Regions from separate parts of the Mus musculus genome. Here regions 1, 2, 4, 5, 6 and 7 are each linked to region 3. The links are chromatin contacts, called in public ChIA-PET, Hi-C, HiChIP or PLAC-seq and promoter capture Hi-C maps. All regions are on one chromosome and are shown on one strand. Each heading gives the region's core, a stretch centred on a gene start, on an enhancer-like site or on the middle of the called end of the contact. The rest is flanking DNA. Distances are from core to core; before and after follow the strand shown. Region 1 holds the start of Bcar1 (breast cancer anti-estrogen resistance 1). Region 2 holds the start of St3gal2 (ST3 beta-galactoside alpha-2,3-sialyltransferase 2). Region 3 holds the start of Glg1 (golgi apparatus protein 1). Region 4 holds the start of Fcsk (fucose kinase). Region 5 holds the start of Ddx19a (DEAD box helicase 19a). Region 6 holds the start of Znrf1 (zinc and ring finger 1). Region 7 overlaps Cog4 (component of oligomeric golgi complex 4).

Region 1 (2,700 bases), core at 197-2,696, 480 kb before region 3:
ACATCTGGAAGACAAAAAAAAAAAAAAAAAAAAAAAAAAAGCTTGTCCCTGGGACGGAGCGCATCCTCTGCTCTCGCAGAAGAGCCAGGTTTGGTTTCCAGTACCCACATGGCTGCTGATAATTTCCATAACTCCAGTTCCAGGGGATCCCATGCTGTCTTCTGACCGCTGAGGGCAGCAGGCAGGTACATGGTATGCACACATGGATGCACAAACACTCACACACGCAAAATAAAATAAACCAGGCGAGGAGGACGGGGAAAAGGAGGGGGGAGTAGGAAGAAGAGGAGGAAAAAATGGAGGAGGAGGAAAGGAAGGTGGTGGTGGGGGTGGTGGTAGAGAAGGAGGAGAAGGAGGAGGAGGAGGGGGAAGAGGAGGAAGAGGAGGAGGAGGAGGAGGAGGCAGCAGCTTCGGGTCACAGCAGCCTTGTCCCCAAGTACTATATACTAGCTAGCTGAAGCTCTCGCCCTCTCGAGGTCCTCTCAGGAGGGAAGGCTGCTGCCAATCAGCTTTTCGGAACAGGTTCCCTTAGGAAAGCAGTAGGCTCCTAGACAAAGCAAAGCCATAGAATCCATCTCCCACTTGATGTAGGTTTGCACTCTCCTTCTCAGGCCGTGGCAGCCATTAATTACCCTGGGTCTGGCCTTACCCAGGAAGAGGTCCCATGGAGCAGTGACAGGTTATATGTGGTTGGGCAGCAGGACAGACCCCTGGGTCTTATGCCCTTGGTAGCTGATGGAGCTCAGAGCCTCAGTGTACTGAGAGGGAAGGTGAAAGAAGCGAGGGCGTGGCAGTCGGAAGACCGTGTGCCCACTGCTTGCAGGTGCATGTTTGGGCATCATACCAAGTGTGAAACAGCTGAAGAAATTAGGGGTGATTAACATGGAAGAAAGGAAGACCTGAAGGCCTGCTTGTCTTCCAGCCTTGGGCAGGAGGGCCCATTATGGGTCCCTCCCTAAAAGCCACTCTAGATTTTATTTTCAGGGGGATCCAGTGTTAATCAGGCTGCTTCCTGGGGGTCTGGGGCTCCCTGGGGGGATGGAGTGGGCTTTGGCGGAGACCTAAGCTCATTCTCAGCTGGGCTCGGAGGGCAGAGGAATTCTGGTGTAGTGCTAGGCTGATCTAAGATCGCCTTCAGCCAGTCTAAACTGCTCCCAAAGTAGGGTTGTAGGAGCCTTGGGACCCGCACTGAGGGACGTGATGTGAGGGGGTGGGGGTTCTGGATTCCAGAACCGGGTGGGCGGACCGGATGGGATTGTCTAATAATAAGTCTGGAGGTAGCCTTTGGAAGGACGTGCAAGGTGTGGGAACCCAGCCTCCTCGACCAGTTGTGCCGACAGAAAAAATCCCGGGGTCCCGGGTCCTTGCCTTTAACGCGGCCCGCGGCGGAGCAGGCGGGAGGGGGAGGGGCGGTGCGGGCAGCGCATGCGCGGCGCGGGGGGAGCGGCCGGACTGTCCGGTGGCGGCGGAAAGCAGCCGGCAGGACAGCGGAGAACGCCGGGACCCCGCGCCGGGGGCTGTGAGCGGCGCGGGCCCACCGAGCCCGAGCTAGCCCGCGCCGCTGCTGCAGGGCTCCGGGGGGGCGGCGGCCAAGATGACCGTGCCGGTGAGTGCTGACCGCCTGAGAACCCCGCGCCCCCTACCGCAGGCCTGGGCCATCGGGGGTCGCCGGAGGTTCTTTTCAGGCCGAGGTGGGGGTCAGGGTGGGGGCGCTGCCCCAGAGCCGGCTTCTCAGACCCGGCTTTTCCAGCCTCTTCCAGGACAGCGGACTAGGACGGGGGGGGGGGCGTACTGGCCCCGCGGGGAGCACCCCGGCACGGCTGGGTTGGGCAGGGGGTGTTTGGGAGCCTCTTGAGAGCCTCTGGGACTAGTGGGCCCGGTGGGGTCCGTGCTTTTTCCCTATCTCCTACCAGAGTGGTCAGGCCTACGGAGAAGAGGGCTCTGTCACTCCTTAGAAGCCCATGGCCAGGTCAGCTGCGCCGAATGAAGGGTGGGAAGGTCTCTACTGTTCCCCAGAAAACTCCCTAGGAGGGCTGCCCTATTGTGCTGTCGGGTCTCTACCCGGATGGCCAGGAGTGGGGCGGGGTCTGTTTTGTCCCCGGAGACACCCTTACCCCAGAATGGTTGGCTTGGCTGGCTGTTGGAAAATAGCGTACCTCCCCCCTACCTCTGGTTTGTACACTCACTTTGTGGGAAGTTTTGTTGGTCCATTGAACCCCAGGACCTTCCGACTAGCAGCTCCTTTCTGTAGGGGCTTCCCCGTTTGCTTGACATCCCATCCCGGTCCTCTGTCTTCCTGATCCACCAGGCAGACTTGAGCAGCCCTTGGGCCAGTCCTTAACACTTGGGTCTCCTCCTGAGGTCTCCATTGATTATTCTATGGACTCAGGTACAGGCATTAACCCACTTTACAGATGGACAAACAGAGGTGTGAAACCACACCTTCATCCTGTCAGCCCTGGAGTAATGGCCTACAGCCACCGTTTCTCTGCTGACTCAAGCATTTTTCCCGATGACAGGAAGGGGCAATGGACCAGAGCCATGCCTAGCCTGGCCTGGCCTTATGCTGGAACTGCTCTTCATCCACTCAGGGGACTGGGTTCTCTCCGTGATGCAGACAGTCAAGCGTCCTGGCAGGGCAAGTGGCCTCTTAATTAACCACCGTAGGGTACAGAGATTCCTGGAGAAGAGAGGGTTCTG
Region 2 (2,700 bases), core at 194-2,693, 340 kb after region 3:
CAAGAGATCACCGCCTGTAGGCACCGTACCTTCTTCCACAAAGCACTCAGGCAGGCATCCCCCACACCATCCCCCAGAAGGGGCAACCCTCCTCCAAAGTTAGCAGCAGGAGTCAGATTAGCTTAGAATGATGACCAGAGTCCTTCAATGTCACCATCTTCATAGAGGTAAACGGTCCCTTCCAACCCACACTTCTGAGCCCACCAAGCATGAGGACGGGATGGCCAAACAGTTTCTAGACATTTGTAGACAGGAGTATGGGTTACTGACAAGGAATGACTGACTACTTCCCAGGGGTCCCAGGGGTCCCTGAATTATTCTTAGTACACAGATGAAAAACAAGAGGCAACATGGGAGGAGATGGATGCAGTTGGCAAGAGAGAAGCAGAAAGGCTAACTTGAACGAGCAGCAAAAGGACTGAGACTCCTTTCCAGGTGGAGGGCTGTGCAAAGCAGGGACAACAGAAGTAGTGGAAGAACTAAACAGGGAACACTGGAGCTGTATATGGGGCTGGGAAGTTTGATTCAGTCACAGGGGCATGACTGGAGGGAAGTAACGTGTCTTATATGGCAAAGGATGGAAGGAACAAGAGGGACAAGGGACAGTGCTCAGGCCAGCGTCCAGAGAGGACGGGCACACCATGACCAAGTTTCCGGTGGGTTCATGCCTCAGTTTTTCCAAAGTAGGAAGGGGATCAAGCTGTCAGGTCTTATTAGAGAGAACTAGGCCACAGAGTGTGGCTAGGGGTCAGTGCCAGGTGGGGGAAAGGCCGAAGGGTAGAGGAAAGAAGTGAAGATGGTGCAGACAGCTTGTGACCAGGAGAAGTGGGGCAGGGGATTCCGGATGGAGCAGGTTCCCAAGCGCCCTAGGGCTGGAAGTACCAACACCTGGGGTGTGGAAGTGTGGACGAGGACAGAGAACTCCAAAGGCTGAGGCTGGGGGCTGCCAGCAAGGAGTGTTACAGGAGTGCCTGAAAGACTGGGAGTGGTTAGATATGCAGAAGCAGAAGACGGGGATCCCGATCGAGGCCAAGGCAATCGGACCCCCGCCCACACGGCGCCCAGACCCGAGGGAAGTTGCTGGGCTGGACCCGCTGGATCTGGGCCTCTGGGCCAAGCCCGCTGCCCGCACAGAAGACGGTAGGGGCAGCACGGGGCCCGGGGAGCCCCGCATCCCGCCCTCTCTCATCCCGCCCGCGCACCTCAGTCTGCGCTGGGCGCCGCGCGGGCCATGCTTGCCGCTCCTGCCGCCGCCTCCGCCCGTGCAGAGAGCTGCCGCCGCTGCCGCCGCCGCCGCCGCCGCCGCCGCCTCCCGCGCCTGGACCCGTTAGCTTCACCGCTCTCCAGTCCGCCAGCCTCGGGCCAGTCCCGCCCTTGCCTGGCCCTGCCCTCCCGGAGCGCCGCGGCTGCAGCTCAGCCCGGCCCCTCCCCCCACCCCTACCCAAGCTAAAGGGAAGGGTGGGGGAAGGGGGCGGGTGCCCCCTCCCCATTCACATCCTCCGGGGCTCTCCCCTCCCTCCTGTTCCCCCACCACCACTCGCTCAGGCATGCTGGGATATGTAGTCCAGCCTGGCAGGACCCGCCAGCATCGCTCTGCATATAGGACTATTGCTCCCAGAAAGCAATGCACTCCCATATCTGGGCTCATGGTCTTTGTAGTTCTGTCCGGATTTAGAGGGTTAAGGCACAGCACTAAGGGGCGTATTCTTCAGTTTCACAGCCACGCGACTCTGGGCTGCTGAAGCCTGGGAGGTGCAGTCTGCGGTACCCCAGCCGGGCTTTGGTACCTGGTTCATCAAAGGATGCGAGTAAGCTGAGGATGCCTCTCACACAGGACTGTGATCAACTGCGGCCAAGCCCAGCTCAAGGGAACTGTTTGTACTTGCTCTTGCCAAGAGCCACGACCTGAGCCAGCTGGGTTCATGCCCTGGCCCAGCAAGCTGCAACTGCAGTGAGGGCACTAGGTCCAGGCTGTTGAAAAGAGGGGCACCAGCAGCGATGTGGAAATAGGGTTTGCCACTATGTGACTGGGCACCTCACATTGCAAACTGTCTTGCTTGTAGGCACCCTACAGCCTTTATCCATTAGGGCATCTCTTGACTTCAGACTTCTGACTCTTAGATGCCTATTCTCTAGGGTAACATGCACACATTTTAAATATTTATCCACATCAGTGTTAGGCAATCCTTTCCTCAACTTTCAAACCAAGCTCCAAAACCATTAGGAAGTTCCTAATTGATGACACATTCAGTCTCCAAATGTCTCTGACTGACCAATGATACTCAAACGACTTCTGGTTCATTAGTTCTGGGACCCTAGAATTTTAAGTGTGTTCGTTCTTTCTCTTATTATGTAACCCAAGGTAGTCGTAAATTCCCTTTGTAAGCCAGGCAGGCCCGCCTGGAATCCATGATGGATTCTCTTGCCTTAGCCTCCTGAGGGTTGTTATTATGGACACTGAGCCATCACACCCTGCAATGAATCTTTTGGGTTCAGACTCCATCACAGAAAGCCTGACCTAAGATTGAACTCGAGTAAACTAACAGACCAGTACCTAGCACCGGTTTCCAGGTTACTCCCCAACAAATCTGCACCCCCCAGGTTACAAGCCCGCCCCCTGGCACTTCACTTTCTAACAACCACCAATCAGGAGGAAAGCAGAAGTTAAGTTTATGGTTTGACTTCCAGCATTAAAGGCCA
Region 3 (2,700 bases), core at 91-2,590:
CCTAACCTTTGTCATGCTGGCTTAGTTGACACCTTGTGTGAAGCCAAGTGTGACGCTCTCAACCCAAGGAGGGGTCACTAGTGTGTAGTAAAGCAATGTTGAAGATGTTGCGTACAGGTCAGCAATACAATTTGCTGACACAGGCTGGACCTGTGGTTCACAGGGGGCCGGGGCGGGGGAAGGGAGGTCTCTGTGAGTTGGAGAGCAGCCTGGTCTATCTACATAGTGAGTTTTGGGTCAGCCAGGGGCCAACAGTGAGACTTTGTTTCAAAAATGGAAGTAGGGGGAGTCTAAGTCCTGTTTTTTGTTTGTTTGTTTTGATTTATTTATTGTTATATGTAAGTGCACTGTAGTTGTCTTTAGACACACCAGAAGAGGGCATCAGATCTCATTGCATATAGTTGTGAGCCACCATGTGGTTGATGGGATTTGAACTCAGGACTGTCAGTCAGTGCTCTTACCAGAGCCATCTTGCCAGTCCCTAAGTCCTGGTTCTTAAAGAAGATGTCCAAGCAAAGGCCCTCGTGTTGTGTTTAATATTGACTATAACTTTTGGGACTTCAAGTTACAGGCCAGGTAGTTTCCTTGATTTTGTTACTTTTTTCTTCTTCTTCTCGAAACAGTCTTAGGTTGGCTTCAACCTTCCTGCTTTCACCTCCTGAAAGCTAGGATCACAGGCATATGCCGGGTTATGAGATGAAGGGTATCAAATCCATGTCTTTGTACACTCTACCAACTGACCCCTACACCCCCAGCCTCTCCCTGTTTTTATTCTAAAAGTTCACAGTTTTACTTTACATTTGAGCGATCATCTTGAAGGCCCATGAGCAAGGATTATAACCTATGTACGCTTAACATTCATCGAATTGTCGCCTGCTTCTCTAGGTAAGAAATACAGGTCAGACACAAAATGAGGCTCTCAGATACCGGAATACATTCGGTTTTGAAGTTCATCTACACACAACAAAGTTTTTAACCCTTCCTCCTCCACCCACCGTGAGTCACCGAACTGGCGAAATATTCCACCGGCCATCTTAGTTGTGTCAGTCCAAATTCACTTCTCTTTTTTCTCTTCCGTGTCAACAATCGAGAGATTTATACCACGGTGCCCCTACGCAGGTTTTCTCAGCAGCTCCAACAGTTCCTCCGGGAAGGCTATCCACTTTCCCGCCAGCCGGGTCCAGGGCGTGGGCCCTTCCTTCGCAGCGCAACCTCCGCTGCTTTTCACTCCGCCGCGGACTCCCGAGTCTACCGCCCGCTGGGGAGGAGCCACGCCAGCCCACGCCCGCGGCTCCGCCCCCTCATTTAAATACACGTCGCCGGCGGGTGCGTCGAGCTCGCCGCGAACCCAAGATGGCGGTGTGTGGACGTGTACGGGGGATGTTCCGCTTGTCGGCGGCGTTGCCGCTGCTGCTGCTCGCGGCAGCAGGGGCCCAGAATGGTCACGGTCAGGGCCAGGGTCCGGGGACCAACTTTGGGCCCTTCCCAGGGCAAGGTGGAGGCGGCAGCCCGGCCGGCCAACAGCCGCCTCAGCAGCCTCAGTTATCGCAGCAGCAGCAGCAGCCGCCGCCTCAGCAGCAGCAGCAGCAACAGCAGCAGTCGCTTTTCGCGGCGGGCGGGCTCCCGGCCCGGCGGGGCGGAGCGGGGCCCGGTGGGACTGGCGGAGGCTGGAAGCTGGCGGAGGAAGAGTCCTGCCGGGAGGACGTGACCCGTGTGTGCCCCAAACACACCTGGAGCAACAACCTGGCGGTGCTCGAGTGCCTGCAGGACGTGAGGGAGGTGAGGAGGTGGGACGAGCCTGGGGAGGAGGGCCGAGCCTGGTGCGGGCCGGAGGGTGTCGCCGGCCTGGAAGCCGCGGATGCCGGGCTGCAGCAGCAGCTTCCCTCTGCTCTTTTCCTTCAGGGCTGTGCTCGCGCCTCTCTCTTTCCTGCCCCTCACTCCCGGGTGCGTTCGGGCAAGCGGATCCCACCCCGATCCTTCCTCCTCCGGTCCCCTAGTTCGCTCCCTGTCGTCGCGGTGTTCTGGGATCAGGACCTCGGCTCACGGCCTCAGTAGGCGCAGGCCTAAGGAGCGTGTTTTCTGTTTGCGCTCCTGTCTTTTGTGTGATGCTCTATGCAGAGCGGTTCCTCGCCGGAAAACCAGTTTAGGATTTGTTTGCTATCCGTTTCGACCTCGCCAGTTTGTAGCAATGGATTTCAACGTGGAAAAAAAAATCGGTACATTTAAACTGCTAAAGATCGATCTGCTGTTTATTTAGCAGTAGGCGCTTGGTGAGCTAACCTGGGTTCTCTTCTGGTGTGAATGTAGTCAAAAGCCGAATTTACTGTTTCTACCACATTCTTTTTTAATTGGTAAATCTTTACTATTTACCTGGTGCTGAAACTATGCTTTTTTTTTTTTTTTTTTTTTTGTCTTCACTTCCTGTGGTCAGTTTGTAAAGGACCTCATTTTTTAGGCTGTTCCTTCATGTCCCTTGGAACCCTATAAAGTCTGAGAAAGTTGCAGGCAGCATTTGATGCTATATAATAAATATAAGGTGTTTGTGGTCTGTAGTGGGGTCTTTCTGAAGTCTTAAGATAGTTGTTTTTGAGACCGGATCTGCTTGTAGCCCAGGTTGGCCGCCTATGAGAGGCATCCTTCCGCATCTGGCTGAACCACTTCATCTAGTTTGAAATAATTTTAACAGTACCTTAGTGAGTT
Region 4 (2,700 bases), core at 137-2,636, 360 kb after region 3:
ACAGCCAAGGCTACACAGAGAAACCCTGTCTTAAAAAAAAAAAAAAAATCTGAAGGATATGGTGGTGAGTTCGTACAATCCTAGCACTCTGGAGACTGAAGTAGGAGGAGTTTGAATGAGGGCCAGCCTGGGCTACATAGGAAGATCCTATCTAAAAAAAATAAAAAATAAAACAAAACAAAACAACCAAAAAACAGGTGGAGAGATGGATCAGCAGGTGGCTGCTCTTCTAGAGGACTTGGGTTTGATTCCCAGCACCCACATGGTGGTCACAATGGTCTTTAATTCTAACTTCTGGGAATCCAATACCTGCTGGCAACCTCTTCTGGAATGCACGAGGTGCAGACACACATGCAGGCAAAACACTCAGGCACATAAAATGATGGCATTGACGGTAATAATAAAAGCAAAGTCATTTTCATAATTATTCATTTTTATTTTCATATGCATTGGTGTTTTGCCTGCATTGGTGGTTTATGTCTGTGTGAGGATGTTGTGATCTGCCTGGTCCTCTGGAAGTGCAGTGAGTGCTCTTAACTAGTGGAGCTATCTCTCCAGTCCCTAAAATAATAACTTTTTAAAAATCCTTCTTAAGCGGGCTGTGGTGGCACATGCTTTTAATTCCAGCACTTGGGAGGCAGAGGCAGGTGGATTTCTGAGTTCGAGGCCAGCCTGGTCTACAGCATGAGTTCCAGGACAGCCAGGGCTATACAGAGAAACCTTGTCTCGAAAAACCAAACAGAAAACAAAAAACAGAAAAAAACAAACAAACCCCAAAACCCCCATCCTTTTTAAAAGGTCAAAATAAAGGGATTGGAGAGATGGCTCAGCAGTTAAGTTCTTCCAGAGGTTCTGAGTTCAATGCCCAGCCACCACGGGATGGCTCACAACCATCTGTTATGGGATTCGATGCCCTCTTCTGGTGTGCATGAAGACAGCTACAGTGTACTCATATTCAATCAATCAATCAATCAATCATTCAATTAATCAATAGTTAAGAAAGACTTAGCTTTAATAAAAAGTATTTTAAAAGGTCAAAATTACAGCCAGGCGATGGTTGCACACACACTCAATAGGCAGAGGAAGGCAAATGAGTTCCTGGACAGTGAGGGCTACAAAGAGAAACCCTGTCAAAACAAAACAAAACAAAACAATCAAAATATACTTTTACCTTGTACCCGAGTCACAACAAACAAACAAACAAACAAACAAACAAACAAACAAACAAAGAAACAGTTGGCCAGTGTCTTTAAGACACCTGTTCTCTCTGGAAATTTGTATATTTAGCACTCCTTGTAAGTTTGAGAACTTTGTCCTTTCAGTAAGGCGGGGCTGCGAGTAGGTTCTGAGGACTCTGGCGGGAGGCCGAATGAACTCCATTTCCCAGGGTGCGCCGCGCTGCATGCGCAGCCGCGTTAAAGAGCCGGCTCTGCGAGCGCTGGGCGGACGCAGGTATGTGGGTCCGCGGGGTCTTCAGTTCCACTGTAGTTTGGGGCGCCTTCCTGCGGGTTTCCCAGATCTCTGCCGTCGCCCCCAGCGCTAGTTAGCTGCAGGGGACCTCTGTAGTGCAGTCTTCTCTTGATCTGGGTTTTCAGAGGGAACCCCCACGACTTGCGGACACCTGGCACACCGAGCGACATTCCCTTGAGCCAGGGAGCTCTAGATGCCAGCGCTGCTCTGATTTTGATTTGAGTCGTTTTCCTGCCTCAGTTTACCCCACTGGGTACACATTGTATGAACGTATTGTTTACTATCTGGTTTTACTTCCAGCCAACTTCTTTCTGCCTCTTGTTCTTCAAAAAGCTGCAAATTAGAGTCTCCTGGGCCTGCCTCTCTCTCTCTCTCTCTCTCTCTCTCTCTCTCTCTCTCTCTCTCCCTCTCTCTCTCTCTCTCTCTCTCTCTCACTCACTCACACACACACATACATTCAACTTTTAAAGTTTTTAAAATGCTGAAATGTGCGTAGTCCCTACCTATACCATCTTTGTTCAATGAGCAGATTATGAGCTGGCATAGTGGCCCAGGCCTGTAAACCTAGTATTGGGAAGTGGAGGCAAGAAGATGGAAAGTTTGAGGCCAACTAAGGCTGCATAATATGAGCCTGTCTTAAAAATATGTACTTGGAGTGTGCGTGCGTGTATGCATAAGGGGCCTTATTTTATCATCCCTGGGTATGCTCACTCTCCTGCAATTTTCCTGAGGTTTCCTAGCACTGGAAAGCAAACAGAACTAAAAAAAAAATCAACCAACCAAAAATCCTTGACTAGATGAATTGGTGTAAGCTTTTAGCCAGGTTTGCTTTGTAGGACTATGTCGTAACTAAAAAAGAAAAGAAAAAAAAAAAAAAAAGACATAAAAAGTTCCAGTCCTCAAAACTCCAACTTGGATTGAGCAAATGAAGCTCTGTGAAAATGGGCAGAGTGCTGCTATAATTTCTTCTCTGTATTCTAAGATCACTGTGCAAATGCCACGTGTGACAACCCAGGACCATTCCTCCCTGTGACTGAGAACATAGACACGGGGACACACCCAGCTATTTATGCTAGCTCTACCTGACCTTAGGCAGCCTGCTTATTCTTTAAGCCAGGCTTCCTTTATGCCTGTGGTGTGATAAGATCACCTATTAGGACTGGTGAATGGCTCCTGTGAGCTGTCACTACAATGCCGTTGGCTAGGTGCCTGAGAAACACTCCTTAAGTG
Region 5 (2,700 bases), core at 3-2,502, 260 kb after region 3:
ATAGCCATGTTCTTGGTACTAGAATAGGTATGCTTGGTAGTGCAATTTCAAGAGGACAATGGGCAGTTAGACTCAAAATATATGCATTTTGAGACTAGGTCTCCTGTAGCAGAGACTGGCCTTGCACTCTCAATCTTCCTCCTACACCTCCCAAGTACTGGAGTTAAAAGTGTTCACTACCATTCCATTAAAATTTTGCACTATTTTAAGAGCATCCTTTTTGTGAAGTGCCTAAGTCATTCAAACAGCTTTACACAACTATCATGACTTAAAATGTATCCCAACAGAGGGAAAGTACTTCTCTTATCCCAGTATTTGGGAGGCAGAAAAAAAAAAAAAAAAGCCACGGGATACATGAAATTCTTGACTCAAAAAAAAAAACAAAAAAAAAAAAACAAAACTAAATACATATCCACACACATAGGATGTAACTCTGTTTTGTTTGTTTTTAATTGTTTTTTGAGACAGGGTTTCCTCTGTGTAGCCCTAGTTGTTCTGGAATTTGCTCTAGTGGCCTCTGCCTCCCAAATTCTGAGATTAAAGGCCTGTGCCACCTATGCTCAGATCATTTCATTCTTAGTTGTATGTATATGCATGTGTGTCTGCGACTGCAAAGGCCACTAGAGAGCGTTCTATTTTTTTAAAAAATATTTATTATTTATATGTAACTACACTGTAGCTGTCTTCAGACACACCAGTAGAGGGTGTCAGATGTCATTACGGTTGGTTGTAAGCCACCTTGTGGTTGCTGGGATTTGAACTCAGGACCTTCGGAAGAACAGTCAGTGCTCTTAACCGCTGAGCCATCTCGAGAGAGAGCGTTCGATCCCTTGTAATCTAGGTGTTGGAGATTATTAAGGAGGAAACCGAGTTCAAGGTAGCCTTGTTTTAAAACAAGATACCTAGTTTCAAAACCAAAAAATGGGTAAGTATTTTGGTTATGAAATGAAGCGATTGGGCGAGTACTAAGTAACTCTGCAGAGCTCTAGGACGTTAACTCAATTAGATCGCACCTAGCGAGATGGAATTTTTTTTTTTTTTCCTCCTCTTTTTAGCATTTCGAGACAGGGTTTCTCTGTGTGGCCCTGGCCGTCCTGGAACTCTCTCAGTAGATCAGGCTGGCCTCAAATTAAGAAATAAGCGACTCAGGACCTTAAAGTGCTAAGCTCCGCATGCTTATCTTCCTGGGGGCGGAGCGTGGGTGGAAGACGGACGCGCGGGGCAGGAACTGACGTCAACTCCGCGCGGGTCTTTTTCCGCTCCGTGTGAGTGGCACTTGGCGCGGGCTTGCGTTCGGCGCTGGTGTTGGCGGGGCGCGGAGCATCTCTGCAGGTCGGCTCGCGTCGGGACCATGGCCACCGACTCATGGGCGCTGGCGGTGGACGAGCAGGAAGCCGCTGTCAAGTCGGTCAGTGGCCTGGTGGGGATTAGGGGACTGAGGCGGACATGGTTTCCAGCACGGGGACCTCAGAGCCGGGCCAGCCCGCGCTCGCTGGAGTTTGCTGTGGGCGATCACTTAGCGCGGCGGATTTGCTCCGACAGCGAAGAAAACCCGCAGCGAGCTTCTTATCCGAGTTTGGACTGAAAAGTTGCTCCCATGGTGACATTGTCTTTATTAAGTGTGTGAGGCCCCAAACTGGCCCTTCTCTTGACCTCTTACAAGAAATGGCAACATAAAATTCTCTCTTTTTTTCGTTGTTGAGGGGTAGTTTTTGAGTGAGTTTATGCTGCCTTTCCCCTAACAGCCCCACATTCATGCTTAACCGCCAAGCGGCAGTTTGTAGCTCGCCAGAATAACGGGTTTTGTTTGTGTTAATGCTTCACTTAGCAACAAATGCAAACTGTCTAGTTGCTATTTTAAGTGTCGTATAGTTTTTGTTAGATTGTTTTTGTGTTTTTGGAGGGGTGCGTTGGTGGGTTCGAGACGGTGTAGCCCAGGTTGGCCTCTGACTTGCTAATTAGCTGAGACTGGCCTTGAGAGCTCTTGCATCCCTATCCCTCCGCCTCCTCTTAAGTGTATGAGTTACAGCTTTGCTGCCTGTGTTTTTGACACAGCCCAACTGGCTTCACTATTTACCTCGGGGTCGCCTCAAATACTTTCTTTTAATATCTTATGTTTTCTATGTGTGTGTATGGGTGTTTTGCCTGTTCGTATCTATGCACCACACTTGAGCCTACATATGTTAGAAGAGGGTTTTAGATCCCCTTGGAACTGGGATTTACAAACTGTTGTGAGCCACCATGTGGCGCTAAGAACCAAACCCTGGCCCTTCCGCAACAGCAGCGAGCTCTCTTAACTCTTAAACCAATTCAGCTGAAGAATGAGCAGTTGATTTTCTTTTTTTTTTTTTTTTTTTTTTTTTTTCCATTTTTTATTAGGTATTTAGCTCATTTACATTTCCAATGCTATACCAAAAGTCCCCCTTACCCACCCACCCCCACTCCCCTACCCACCCACTCCCCCCCTTTGGCCCTGGCGTTCCCCTGTACCGGGGCACACAAAGTCTGCGTGTCCAATGGGCCTCTCTTTCCAGTGATGGCCGACTAGGCCATCTTTTGATACATATGCAGCTAGAGTCAAGAGCTCAGGGGTACTGGTTAGTTCATAATGTTGTTCCACCTATAGGGTTGAAGATCCCTTTAGCTCCTTGGGTACTTTCTCTAGCTCCTCCATTGGGAGCCCTGTGATCCAGCAGTTGA
Region 6 (2,700 bases), core at 28-2,527, 280 kb before region 3:
AAGGTAGGTACCATGCTGCAGCGGCAGAAATGAAGAGTCTCAGACAAGAAGACCTTTGAGGATCATGACGCTAATAAATGCGACCTCAATAGGCAGGTTTCACTCAGCCATCCACAAGTGAACACATGCCTGCAGTCCTAAGGTACCCGGCTCCACACGCCTAGTAGGCAGCTTTCCCCCTAGGCAGTAGTTATCTTATTTGATCCTATTCATCCTCTGACATGGAAGGAACCAGGGGAAGGGCAGGAGTTAGCTTCATACCCATACCTTAGCACATTAAGAGGTTTCGGGCGCCCCGGCGCGCCCTCCCTTGCACTCCACCCTTCAAGGCCTCCGTCACCCGCGGACTCACCACTGTGCGAGCTGAACCACCTGGGTGCGATGTGCAGAGGTAGAGCATCCGCCAGCGAGGCTCGGGAGCCCAGGTACAGCATCCCGTCTCTATGGTGACCGCCGCCGGTCTCTTGGTAACCATTGCCGTGGGCATAGGTGGAGTCCGACGTGGACCCTCCGCCGCCCGGCGCCCTCTCGGAGTCGCCGGTCCCGCGGGAGGCGGGGGTGTAGAGACTAAAGGGCACCCCTCCGGCCGTGCTGGGGTCCATGCCCATGCCCGCCACCGAGCTGACCGAGCGGCTGCGCAGCCCCATCGCCCCGCCGCCCGTCCGGTAGTGCCCAAAGTGGGGCGCCCCTCCCGGCGGCGGCACGGCGCTGTCATCCGTAGAGACCCCCGGGAAGGGGCCCCGAGAGCGGGCCGCCGTGCTCTGCTTGCCCCCCATGTTCGCCGGGGCCCCGGTGGGGCGGGAACGTGGAGGCTGAAACCCTCCCCCACTACTCAGAAGCGGGTGGAGGTCTGGGCGAACATAAAGGCGGAGGGTTGGGGTTGGGGAGAGTCACAAAAGAGCCCCGAGGGGAGAAAAATGAAAAAAGGTGAGGGGGGGAATCCTCAAAAAAAATCCGCGGGGTGGAAAAAGCAAGCGAGCGGGGACCCCAAACTAAGAATTTCAAACTGTCCAAGCCGAATGCATGTTCCCCTTAAGGTCCGAAGAAGCGCGGTCCAGAGCCGGCGCCTCGCGCCACAGGCCGCCCCCGGGCTCCGGAGCCTAAGGAGCCGCAGCGAAGGGAGGGAGGAGCCGGAGGAGGCCGCTCGCCCGCAGCAGGAAGCGGCGGAGGCTCCGGGCGCCGCGCCGTTCGCGTCCCCCGTCTCAGGACTCCTCAGCCCGCGCCGGCGGCCCTCACTCCTCCAGGCTTCGGGAGGGCTCGCGGCGGTGGGGCAGCCAGGCGGAGCTCTGGAAGCCGCGGTCGCGTGGCGTCGCGCTCCGGCTCCAGCCGCCGCCGGCCCCGCCAGCCAGCCGCACCGCCCCGCTCCGTCCCGGGCTGCGCTCGCCGGCGCTCCTCGCCGCCGTGGAGACAATGGAGGGCGGCAGAGCGCACGCGCGGCCCGCGCCCCCTCCCTCCTCCCGCACCCCCCCCCCCGCCGGGTTAACCCCTTCGCGGCCCCTGCGGCGCAGCAGCGAGCTGCGGCCTTGGAGGTCCCCACCCACCTACCGCCTGCGCCCCGGGCGGTCCAGGGACAGGACGTCTCCAGCCGCCGGGCGTCTGCGACAGAGGTCAGACTTCCTCTGGATCACAGCTCTGCTGGAGTCGCGGCGAAAGTCGAATCAATGTCTTCAAAACGAGACCCTGAGTGGGGGGAGGGGTAACGACGGTTTTAGCGGGTAGGAAGGAAACACCGAGAAGAAAGAAAAACCAACTAATAAAGCCTACCTGGGTTTGAAGGGTCACTGGGGGAGCTCCCCTCCCGCCACAGACCTGCCCTCACAGCACCCTCTGGTGGATATGCTGTCCATTCGTTTGGAGGTTCTCCATCCAAGGACCCCAGCCAACCTTAGGAAGTTTAGCATGGGGGGCGGGGGGGGGGGGGGAGGAGGGAATCAGCTTGGACCCAAACACATTTGGGATTAGCTGTTAGGAGATACAACAGTGCCCCAGTGGCGCCTAGACTTTGCTGTCGTTAGATCAGAACCAACTATTTGGGTCTGAATCGATTCCTTAGGCTAGAATATAATCCTCAAAATCAATAGGTGGATTAAAAAAAAAAAAAAAGTAAGAACCATGCAGCGGGAAAGCTGTTTTAGAAACTCCTTGCCCAAGGCCGATTGCTGTTTTGTTTATCATGTATTTTGACATAGAGCCATATTTTGACATAGAGCCACAAGGCAAGGGCACAGTACTCAATAAATATTTGTTGACCAAATTGCATTTTGCAACAGAGACTCACCTTGCCAGGTCAGTCCCAGTCTTTCTCATATTTTCACTTTGCTTATTCTTTGAGCAAATAATTTTTCAAGTGCTCAGCTCTGAGCACCGTAAGCATCACCCAGTCACTAACCTGACCTTCTCTTGTCACTCTGTCAAGTGGGCTCCGTGCTTCCGAAAATGGAATTGGAGGGAGATTTAAAGGGGCTAATAGACTTGTCTCTTCCAGTGTGACTAGCCTGGAAGGCCACAGAAAGATGGTTGTTTGCAAGCACAGAGTGCTGGGGGTGAGCTAAAAGCTTCGAACAAGCTGGGCAGTGGTGGCCTATGCCTTTAATCCCAGCACTTGGGAGGCAGAGACAGGAGGATTTCTGAGTTCGAGGCCAGCCTGGTCTACAGAGTGAGTTCCAGGACAGCCAAGGCTATACAGAGAAACCCTGTCTC
Region 7 (2,700 bases), core at 76-2,575, 400 kb after region 3:
ACTTTCCTTATGCTGTCTGGGACACTCTTATACTCCAATTCACCCTTCAAGTCTCAGACCTGTGGCCATTTATCCTCAGGAAGAGCCCTGGACATTGCCCATATCTGACTATATCTCATTACATGTTCTCTCCTACCCTGTAATTCAGATTCACCTCAGTGGTCCACAGCAGTGTTCAGAACATGCTTGGATTCTATTTCTGGCTCTGCCATTTTCTAGCTTTATTATCTTGATAAAGCCATTTAGCATTTCTAGGCTTTAGTTTGTTCTTCTGAAAATAAGTTACAAATTACCAATGATTTACCAATGATTTTGCTCTCCCAGGGTATTACAGTGGATAGACAGGAGTAATGATTTTTTTTTTCATAGTATATAGGACAGTTCCTGGGGAAAAAAGCTATCTAGCCAAAATGCCAGTAGTGTAGAGGTTAACATACCTTGAAGTGGTTTAATATTTGTTAAACACTTATAACAATGTACAATTAACATTATAAATGTGTCAACTATCATAACTATGCTGGTGAGTTTTTCTGACAACTTAACACAAGCTAGGGTCTTCTAAGAAGAAACCACAACTAGCACCTAACTTTTTAAAATGGGTCTCATGTAGTACACACTAGCCTTGAAATCTAGGTCGATGATTATGACCTTAAACAGCTGATCCTCCTGCCTTTACCTTCTAAGGTACTATAGGCATGAGCCGTCATGTCTCTTTTTATGGGGTACCACGTGTGTGTTAGGGTATAGGGTACTTACGTCTATTAGGTAAGGATTCTTACCAACTGAGATATCCTCATCCAGTGATCTATTACTCCTTATTAACTAGACATATTTTTATACAGTGTCTTCTCTAGGAGAAATTGATAGAGTTGGAAATTGGTGGCTCATGCCTGTAATCTCAGTACTTAGAAGACTGAGACACGTGGCTTGTTATGAGTCTGAGACTAGCCTGGGCTACAGAGTTGTCAACAACTTACTGTATTTTATTTTAAAAATAAAATTACTCCATGCATGGTGGTACAGGCCTTTAATCCTAGCACTTGAAAGGAGAGGCAGGAGGATCTCTGTAAGTTTGAGGTTAGCTGGATATACATAGAGAGTTCCAGGACAGCACATAAAAAGACCTTGTCCCCAAACCAAAACCGAAACCAAACCAACCAACTAAAAAAACCCCAAACCAAAATCCCCTACATTTTAACAGAAGTAGTCTCTAAACTAGATGTAACTAGTAACTGAAATTCTTACAAGCTGAAGGATTATTATTACCTTGGTTCAATTTTTTCTGTTGCAGAATTTCTCATCAAATTACTCTGGACGAGCCGAAACTGAAAAACACCACAGAAATCAGAAGAGCACCTCTGCCCCCCACTGGCCGTTCCAGCCTACAGTGATAAGCTTCAGGTTGCTAATGAGGCTCACTTTTCTTTCAAGCAAGAGTTGCTTTTGGCTGTTGCTTTCATTTCTGTTATATATTTACTTATTTTTTACTTTATGTATGGATGTTTTGCCTAAATGTATGTATGTATGTATGCATACCAGGTATGCTCTGCCTGTGGAGGCCAAAGAGGGCTTCCAATCCTCTGGAATTGGAAGTCACAGACGGTTGTTAGCTGCCAAGGGAGTGCTTGGAATCAAACTCAGGTCGGTCTTCTAGAAGAGAAGCAAATTCTCTTAACTGCTAAGCCAACTTTCCAGCCGCTGTCATTTTATTTAAAAGTAATGAATGGTAGGGCTGGTGAGATAACGTAGTGGTTAAGAGTACTTGCTACTCTTGCAGAGGACTAGAATTTGGTTCCAGAACCCATGTGGTAGCAAACAACCATCTGTCCCTCTCCTTGCAAAGGACCCAGTGCCTTTCCTGCCCCCATGCACTAGGCCTATACATGCTGCACATACATAAGTCAAACCATTCTTAAAGACTGAATAAAGAACAGCAAGTATTAAAAAAAGTAATGCTAAGGACATTCTCATGGACTGCTGTCTGGTCTCACAGTCTGGGGTTCTGCTTATAGATATGAACCAATAGACAGTGGCTATGGAACTCAGGTTGGCCTGGATTTCCTTATGCAGTCCAGGCTGACCTCAAAATAATGGTGATCCCGTTGCTTCAGCTTCCCCAGGGCTGAGATTATAGTTATGCACCACTCTGCTGGCCATTCCTACTTCTGTGTGCTACTTTTATTTCCTGAGCTTATGGGAATGGAAAATTAGTTCTGAAAAAGAGAGCCATAAAAACTAAAGTGAAATTAAAAACAAATTATTAATACTTGATACTCAATAGCATGCAGAGGGCACTGCTGAACGTTCAATGATAGAGAATCTGGTCCTCTGTTTCTGTTGTGTTAAGGCACTAAGCATTAGGCAAAGTGAAGGCCACTCTACCTTCAGCATCTGTCCTTCTCCTCTAGGCAGTGGGTCCATCCACCCACCCACCCATCCATCGATTCTTTCATTCATCTTCATTTCTCCTAACGTCCTCTACCGAGTGCCCCGACCACGGCTGCTCCCCGGCTCACCTGCTGGTGGTAGTCCCTTTGCTTGATGAACTTGTTTACGACCTTCTCCACCTGTGTGTCACATTCTACTTGAAGATATTTGATCAGGGTAAAGAGTCGCCCTGGTCCATAGTAAGTCTCCACGATGGGTTGGTGAGTTTCCACAATTCGGGCGATCCCTAGGAGGAAGTGAGAGCTGGACTTC

What was found. Promoter capture Hi-C pulls out the DNA fragments that hold promoters and counts their contacts. Hi-C and Micro-C count contacts between places; a contact is called where the count stands out from the background. ChIA-PET counts read pairs in DNA pulled down with a chosen protein or histone mark. HiChIP or PLAC-seq counts read pairs in DNA pulled down with a chosen protein or histone mark.
Region 1: a contact with region 3 is called in an H3K4me3 HiChIP or PLAC-seq map of bone marrow-derived macrophages, with 3 times the contacts expected there. The contact joins the promoter of Bcar1 here to the promoter of Glg1 in region 3. A contact is called at or near these places in 1 of 484 Hi-C or Micro-C datasets (embryonic stem cells) and 2 of 115 datasets of contacts at active chromatin or transcription factors (bone marrow-derived macrophages and extraembryonic endoderm stem cells).
Region 2: a contact with region 3 is called in an HNF4G HiChIP or PLAC-seq map of pancreatic cancer cells. The contact joins the promoter of St3gal2 here to the promoter of Glg1 in region 3. A contact is called at or near these places in 1 of 39 promoter capture datasets (cranial neural crest) and 3 of 115 datasets of contacts at active chromatin or transcription factors (astrocytes, embryonic stem cells and pancreatic cancer cells).
Region 4: a contact with region 3 is called in a promoter capture Hi-C map of neutrophils, with 3 times the contacts expected there. The contact joins the promoter of Fcsk here to the promoter of Glg1 in region 3. A contact is called at or near these places in 2 of 39 promoter capture datasets (hematopoietic stem and progenitor cells and neutrophils) and 3 of 115 datasets of contacts at active chromatin or transcription factors (astrocytes, pancreatic cancer cells and pro-B cells).
Region 5: a Hi-C map of B cells shows a contact between it and region 3, with 6 read pairs. The contact joins the promoter of Ddx19a here to the promoter of Glg1 in region 3. A contact is called at or near these places in 3 of 484 Hi-C or Micro-C datasets (B cells, CD4 T cells and embryonic stem cells), 1 of 115 datasets of contacts at active chromatin or transcription factors (memory CD8 T cells) and 2 of 9 other capture datasets (liver and pancreatic islet).
Region 6: an RNA polymerase II ChIA-PET map of memory CD8 T cells shows a contact between it and region 3, with 32 read pairs. The contact joins the promoter of Znrf1 here to the promoter of Glg1 in region 3. A contact is called at or near these places in 1 of 484 Hi-C or Micro-C datasets (the HL-1 cell line), 2 of 115 datasets of contacts at active chromatin or transcription factors (memory CD8 T cells and pancreatic cancer cells) and 2 of 9 other capture datasets (adipose tissue and pancreatic islet).
Region 7: a contact with region 3 is called in an RNA polymerase II ChIA-PET map of memory CD8 T cells, with 9 read pairs. The contact joins the enhancer-like site here to the promoter of Glg1 in region 3. A contact is called at or near these places in 1 of 39 promoter capture datasets (erythroid cells), 1 of 15 datasets of contacts at CTCF or cohesin (large pre-B cells), 4 of 115 datasets of contacts at active chromatin or transcription factors (effector CD8 T cells, large pre-B cells, memory CD8 T cells and 1 more) and 3 of 9 other capture datasets (adipose tissue, liver and pancreatic islet).

What each region holds. Positions count from the first base shown.
Region 1 is chr8:111,742,595-111,745,294 of GRCm38.p6, reverse strand. It overlaps Bcar1 (breast cancer anti-estrogen resistance 1), which reads left to right and starts at 1,446. Exons shown (of 7, transcript NM_009954.3): 1 at 1,446-1,606. The coding sequence starts at 1,595. It overlaps Gm51589 (a long non-coding RNA gene), which reads right to left. Exons shown (of 3, transcript XR_003947596.1): 2 at 2,187-2,680.
Region 2 is chr8:110,918,608-110,921,307 of GRCm38.p6, reverse strand. It overlaps St3gal2 (ST3 beta-galactoside alpha-2,3-sialyltransferase 2), which reads right to left and starts at 1,443. Exons shown (of 7, transcript NM_009179.3): 1 at 1,203-1,443.
Region 3 is chr8:111,257,850-111,260,549 of GRCm38.p6, reverse strand. Glg1 (golgi apparatus protein 1) reads left to right here and starts at 1,340. Exons shown (of 26, transcript NM_009149.3): 1 at 1,340-1,779. The coding sequence starts at 1,354.
Region 4 is chr8:110,901,174-110,903,873 of GRCm38.p6, reverse strand. Fcsk (fucose kinase) reads left to right here and starts at 1,386. Exons shown (of 24, transcript NM_172283.3): 1 at 1,386-1,452.
Region 5 is chr8:110,996,375-110,999,074 of GRCm38.p6, reverse strand. Ddx19a (DEAD box helicase 19a) reads left to right here and starts at 1,252. Exons shown (of 12, transcript NM_007916.2): 1 at 1,252-1,408. The coding sequence starts at 1,352. Gm51551 (a long non-coding RNA gene) reads right to left here. Exons shown (of 3, transcript XR_003947457.1): 3 at 2,619-2,700.
Region 6 is chr8:111,535,217-111,537,916 of GRCm38.p6, reverse strand. Znrf1 (zinc and ring finger 1) reads right to left here and starts at 1,277. Exons shown (of 4, transcript NM_133206.4): 1 at 353-1,277. The coding sequence starts at 776.
Region 7 is chr8:110,858,511-110,861,210 of GRCm38.p6, reverse strand. It overlaps Cog4 (component of oligomeric golgi complex 4), which reads right to left. Exons shown (of 19, transcript NM_133973.2): 7 at 2,517-2,674; 8 at 1,267-1,325. Among named protein-coding and RNA genes, the nearest start is that of Cog4, 13 kb to the right of the region's middle. Within about 2 kb of position 1,325, at least 47 of the 459 cell types and tissues checked have an H3K27ac peak or open chromatin away from gene starts, as enhancers often do. A contact at or near this core is called in memory CD8 T cells, where this site is marked.